2 separate regions of the Mus musculus genome follow, and region 2 is linked to region 1. A link is a contact called in public HiChIP or PLAC-seq data. All regions are on one chromosome and are shown on one strand. Each heading gives the region's core, a stretch centred on a gene start, on an enhancer-like site or on the middle of the called end of the contact. The rest is flanking DNA. Distances are from core to core; before and after follow the strand shown.

Evidence for each region. HiChIP or PLAC-seq counts read pairs in DNA pulled down with a chosen protein or histone mark.
Region 2: a contact with region 1 is called in a FOXA1 HiChIP or PLAC-seq map of pancreatic cancer cells. The contact joins two enhancer-like sites. A contact is called at or near these places in 7 of 484 Hi-C or Micro-C datasets (B cells, the HPC-5 cell line, Th1 cells and 4 more), 6 of 115 datasets of contacts at active chromatin or transcription factors (the HPC-7 cell line, effector CD8 T cells, embryonic stem cells and 3 more) and 2 of 9 other capture datasets (adipose tissue and liver).

The regions. Positions count from the first base shown.
Region 1 is chr1:156,453,805-156,456,629 of GRCm38.p6, reverse strand. All of the region lies in intron 3 of Soat1 (sterol O-acyltransferase 1), which reads left to right. Among named protein-coding and RNA genes, the nearest start is that of Soat1, 19 kb to the left of the region's middle. Within about 2 kb of position 1,434, at least 66 of the 459 cell types and tissues checked have an H3K27ac peak or open chromatin away from gene starts, as enhancers often do. A contact at or near this core is called in Th1 cells, bone marrow-derived macrophages, macrophages and 3 more, where this site is marked.
Region 2 is chr1:156,615,682-156,618,506 of GRCm38.p6, reverse strand. All of the region lies in intron 1 of Abl2 (v-abl Abelson murine leukemia viral oncogene 2 (arg, Abelson-related gene)), which reads right to left. Among named protein-coding and RNA genes, the nearest start is that of Tor3a, 57 kb to the left of the region's middle. Within about 2 kb of position 1,381, at least 152 of the 459 cell types and tissues checked have an H3K27ac peak or open chromatin away from gene starts, as enhancers often do. A contact at or near this core is called in Th1 cells, bone marrow-derived macrophages, macrophages and 3 more, where this site is marked.

The DNA of each region.
Region 1 (2,825 bases), core at 185-2,684:
AGTGGTACTCAAAAAAGCTGCTACATGACATTTTACTTATTTTATGTGTGTGTGTGCACCTGTGTGCTCACATGAGTGTGCGGGCATGGCACATGAGTGTGGAAGTCGGAGAACAGCTCCTTCCATCAGGTGGATCCCAGGGCCTGCATGCATGTTGCTCGGTGTGATAGCAGCTGCCTTTATCTGCTGAGGCATCTTGTGGTCCAGACAATGTTTTTTTCTAACTAGTACATCATTATTCCAATATAAGGGCCTGTTTAAAAGACTTATTACCTAGGTAGGTAGCACATATATGCCGTAATATATGAAATCCTAGCAGTTGAGAGGTTGACACAGGAGGATTTCTCAGACTTTAAGGCCATCCTGGGCTACATAGAAGACCTTGTCTAAAATGTGGAGCTGGAGAGATTGGTCAGTGGTTAGAACACTTGGTCTTGCAGAGGACCTAAGTTTGGCTCCCAGGACTCACACTAGGTGACTTGCAACCCCCTCTAACTCCTTCAGCTCTAGGGGATCTGACTCCCTCTTCTGGTTTCCATGGTCACCGGCATACATGAGATGCACATACATACACATGTCTGTACACTCATACACTTAAAAAATAAATCTTTTAAGAAGATCACCAGGTGCCATATTTTAAGTGAATCAACTTAAGAATGACGTTGGGGCCTAGAGTGGTGGCTCAGTAGGTAAGAGCACTGGCCACTCTTCCAGAGGATGCGAGTTAGTCCCCCGGCACATCTGTGGAGCTCACAGCCTCTGTAACTCCAGTCCCTAGGGATCCACTGGCCTTGTCAAAGCAGTGTTCAATGCACAGAAATATGTGCAGGCAAAGTACCCATCCATGCAGAATAGTAAATAAAAGAAGAATGAAGTTAGGCTAAATTGCTAATTATCCCCAGGACAAGTTGGCGTCATAGGCTGGACCATAGTGAATAATGGGCAAAGCTGTTCTCCCTGAGAGTCTACAGAAAGCATGGTGACAGATTTCCATAAGAGAGAAGAAAAAGCTGAAGTGGCAGGAACATTTTCATACAATTTCACAAATCCACCAGGGAAAGAATGTGGAGAGGGAAGTAGTGGTGAGGGGGTGTCAGGAAGAGCACAGAATTGGGGGAAGCTCCACAGATCCAAGCTGTCTTAGTTAGGATTTTATTGCTGTGAAGAGACACCATGACCAAGACTCTTATAAAGGCAGACATTTAACTGGGGCTGGCTTACCCTTTCAGAGGTTCAGTCCATTATCATCATGGCAGAAAGTGTGGCAGCATCCAGGCAGACATGATGCTGGAGAAGTTCCTGAGGGTTCTACATCTTGATCTGAAGACAGCCAAGAGACTGCATTCCACACTGGCCAGAGCTTAATTTAAGCATAGGACACCTCAAAGTCCATCTCCACAGTGACACACTTCCTCCAACAAGGCCACACCCACAACAAGGCCTCACCCCCAGATAGTGCCACTCCCTGGGCCAAGCCTTCAAACACATGAATCTATGGGGGCCATACCTATTCTTTTTAGGCTTGATTTTGTTATTTTAGGACAAGCTCTTGCTATGTAGCTCAGACTGGACTTGAACTCAAAACGATCCCCCTGCATCAGCCTTGGAGTACTGAAATTACTAGTCTGAGCTACCCTGCCCAGCAAAAAGCTTCTTTAAAAAAAAAAGAGTACTCTATTTATCTGTTTCATGTATTCATGAATAAAACTATTAACTTCTGGGACCTATGAGATGCCTTACTGAATACAGGCTCTTGCCACCCCAGTCACTAGCCTGAGTCCAGTCCCCAGGATTCCAGCTGGTAGAATTCAGGAATTGACTCCCTAAAATTGTCTTCACATTTCTACATTTGTGCTGTGGCACTTATGTGCCCATACAGACAACAATGCATAAGTAGTGAGTAAATGCAAGATTCCTCCATCTAGTCATTAGGCATCTGAAATGAGAAAGAAAGGAATGAAGAAAGGAGTAGTTGAGGAGGTGAGCGTGAACTTTAGCTCACAGCATGGATTATGTGTGGGACGAGGCTTTAGGGTTGTGAGTCATCTTTCCTGCTGTTAAGGGCGGGTAGCCGTCTGAATGGTGGTGCCGGGACAGACACACCGTCTCTCAGTTCTTTGATGGTTATTTATGCTCTACTGGGGAACAGTGGAAAAGGGCGTTGGAAAGTTGGCCTTCCATTGTATGTTTTTCCTCTGTTTCATGCCTGTGTGGTGTCTCTCTTTTTACCTGCTTGCTTTCACTTTATTCCTTCACCAACCAAAACACTGCACCAGATCCTCAAATCCCAGCTCATCCCTCTGGCTTCCATTTCCTCCCACCCGTGATCTGAGTACTCCCTGTTCTGTCCTCCTGAGTTCTTAGTCTACAGTTTGATTGATTGAGGTACGTGGAGAAAACGGAGGGCCTCGAGTGCTCTCTCCTGCACCACTGAGCTACATCCCCAGCTCCATGTGTTTGCTTGCTTAGGGATCCTTCAGATATCTGTCCAGCTGACCCGGAACTCAACTCTAGCTCAGGCAGGCCTCAGCTGGCCACCTTCCCCCTCTGGTTTCCGCTCAGATTACAGACCCCTCCCGTGGTCCCCTGCGTTTATTATGTAGTCCTCTGTTCTAAATGAATCATTGCACTCCATTTAATGAACCGATGAGTGATTTGATATAAATGTGTTTGATCGGCAGTTGTGGGCTGGGGGTATGGCTTGCTTGGTAGTGTCTTCCTAACACACGTGGGTCCCTGGGTTTGATCCTCAGCACCTCTGCTACAATGGACCCTTTTTCTTTGTCCCCCTGGCTTCCAGTCAGAGGTTAAATCTCACTTTCTAT
Region 2 (2,825 bases), core at 132-2,631, 160 kb before region 1:
ACTACTGCTTAAACAGGGCAGGCACACACCCTGACTTTTTTTTTTCCACTTGCCTTTTCTTCTGGCTAAAATAGTTGTCTCAAAGATATTTCACTCACTGTCTCAAACCGCCCCCCCAAATTTTTTTTCACTCAAATGTAAACCTTTGAGGACATTTTCTGATGATCCTATTCAAAAGTGCATATACTCCTACATGCATGTATAGTACCTAAGTCTCTTGGGTGCAATGTTTTGAGGCCAGGAAGTTTCTTATTTGTTCATTGACAAATAAGTACAGACACACAGAACAACAACAGCTGCTGCCCCCCCCCCCCAAGAGCTTATTTACAAGAGGCTTTTTTAAAAAGATAACAAAAACCAAAACCAACCAACCAACCAAAGTCCCCGGCATGTGGCACATGGCTGTAACACGGGCACTCCAGAGGCTAAGGGAGGAGGATGTTAAGTCCCACATCACATAAGCACAACATAGCAAGACCCCATCTCCAAACAAACTACCCAGCACACAACAAAAGGTTTGCTGAAGGATAATGTGTGGCTTGCAAACTCACAGCAGGCACTATTAGAGATGAGCAGCAAGCCCCCTGGGGCCACACATAGCTCGGTTTACACTGCATGTCTCTTTAAATGTGATGAACCAAAGTTCCGCACTGACAACTGTCAATATACAGGGAGATATCTAGACATGGTCCATCTGCTCTAGGGAGGGACTTCAGGTCCAAAAGAGGGCTACCAAAGTCAAGGTGTCAAAACGTACAAAGAACGGAGTCCACAGGACAATCCTGTGTAAAATTTAAAGCTATGGGAAGAGTTGGGTATTCTTGTCCCAGGAGAGTTAGGTAATATATTTACTATATAATCAACACATACACAAAAAACTCTTCTTCAAAATTTAATAAATGTAATAAAAGCCAACCACTGGTACATACCCCTGAGATGAAGTGAAAAACACAAGATAAATGCAGTACCTAAGAGACAAGGCCCAGAACCCAAGCCCAGGAGACTGTCTTTCCGTTCCCTGGCCTGGCCGCCCCTCCTGTCTCTGACTCTTACAGAGCTTCCTTCTTTCCCTCCTTCCTTCCTCCTTCTTCCCACTCCTTTGTTCTTGTACAACAAGTTCCTGTCCAATCTGTCTGCACAGGATATCCACAGAAAACATTGCCGGTCCTACCCTCTAGCACCAAACAAAAGGAAAATATCATCAAGTAAAAATGCCCAAATTCCCGCTGAGGCCAAGACTAAGCACGGAGCTAATGAATGATCTTAGCTGGAAGGCTGCGGAGGGATGAGTAAAAGAAACAAGAAGAGGCAGACTAAGAGCACGGCAAAAGCAAAGGAAGCCCTGGAGCCTCAGTGAGCAGGGTCCATGGTATGTTCGCCACTAGTTAAGACAGGCAAGCCCTATGAGTCAGACGTACCGCGCCCAATTCAGTGTCAGTGTGGGCTAGAACTTCTTAACAATGCAAGTTAACTAAATCTTTTAATTGACCCACTGCAATAGCAGTAGATCGTGAGGATGTGGAAAGAAGGCAGCAGAGGACCCCAAACTCTACTGAACTGTGTAAAAGACTTAAGGAACAGAAATATTTTGAGAACCATAAAGAAGTAATTTGTTATCTTTTCTACTGAATCATTTGTAGGACAAATACACACACACACACTCACACACACAAAACAGCAACATACTTAAAACCTATAATAATAAAACTGAAACACAAATTCAAATTTGGATATTTAATGCTTAGCTTATAAAGCACATTTTCAATATTTAAATTGTTACTTTTTTTTTAATCATTCTCATTATAGATTGTCAGGCAGTAATCATTGCCTCAAAGTGTTTTCATTATTTTATATTACTTAACATTATTCTACTTTGTATATGCTCTAAGAGGCTAGGAATTTTTAATAACTCTTCTAAAAACTATTTTAGTTGGGAATATATTTGGTAATTTTCAATTTAGCTTAAGTTTTTCAATCAAGATGTGCCATTTAACATCATTTTACATATTATCCATGTTCTTCCATTCATTACACATTTATTAAAGGTCTAGTATGTTGGGTGTGCTGGTACACACATTTACTCTCAGTTCTCATGAGGCAAAAACAGGCTAGCTACTCTCTCTGAGTTTGAAGCCAGCCTGGTCTATACAGCAAATTCTAGGCTAGCCAGTCAGACAGTGAGATTCAATCTCAAATAAAACAAGACAGTGCTGTGGCACACACCTTAACTCCTGGTGCTGGCTGGCAGACGCAGACAGATCTCTGAGTTCCAGACCAACGGAGGTTACATTTTGAGACCCTGCCCCCCTCCCCATAAAACTGAAAAGATAAACAAGCACACAAACAAGCCATGTAATCCTCACTGAGCCCAGTGGAGACTACAGGAGCAGATAACCCACATTTCATTACTGTGTTGTCTACCCCCACCCCAGCCTCATCTCAACACACCTGTCACGTGGGCCACAGCGAACTCCGAGACATCCCTGCCCAGGCAGGGAAGCAAGGTGTCCTGGTCTCTACAGTAACTGGTTGATGGCAGCTGAACAGGTCCCAGGACCATGCCTTTGGCCGAGCAGCATGAAAAGTTAAACTGTTCTGAATAGAAGAGCCTTAAAATTCCACTCTGGCCAGCAAGCCATACACGTGGGACATTACTCACACAGTCAGGGGCCAGAAGGAACAAAGTGCAAGTTCAACCCACAGGGGCGGAGTCCTGAGTAAGGGTGGAGCCACTCCAAAACCTCAGGGATCCGGTGGGGGTGATGCAGAGGCTATTTCAGTCTCACAGAAGTAACTGTTCACAATACAATCAGCTAGGGTCGGTA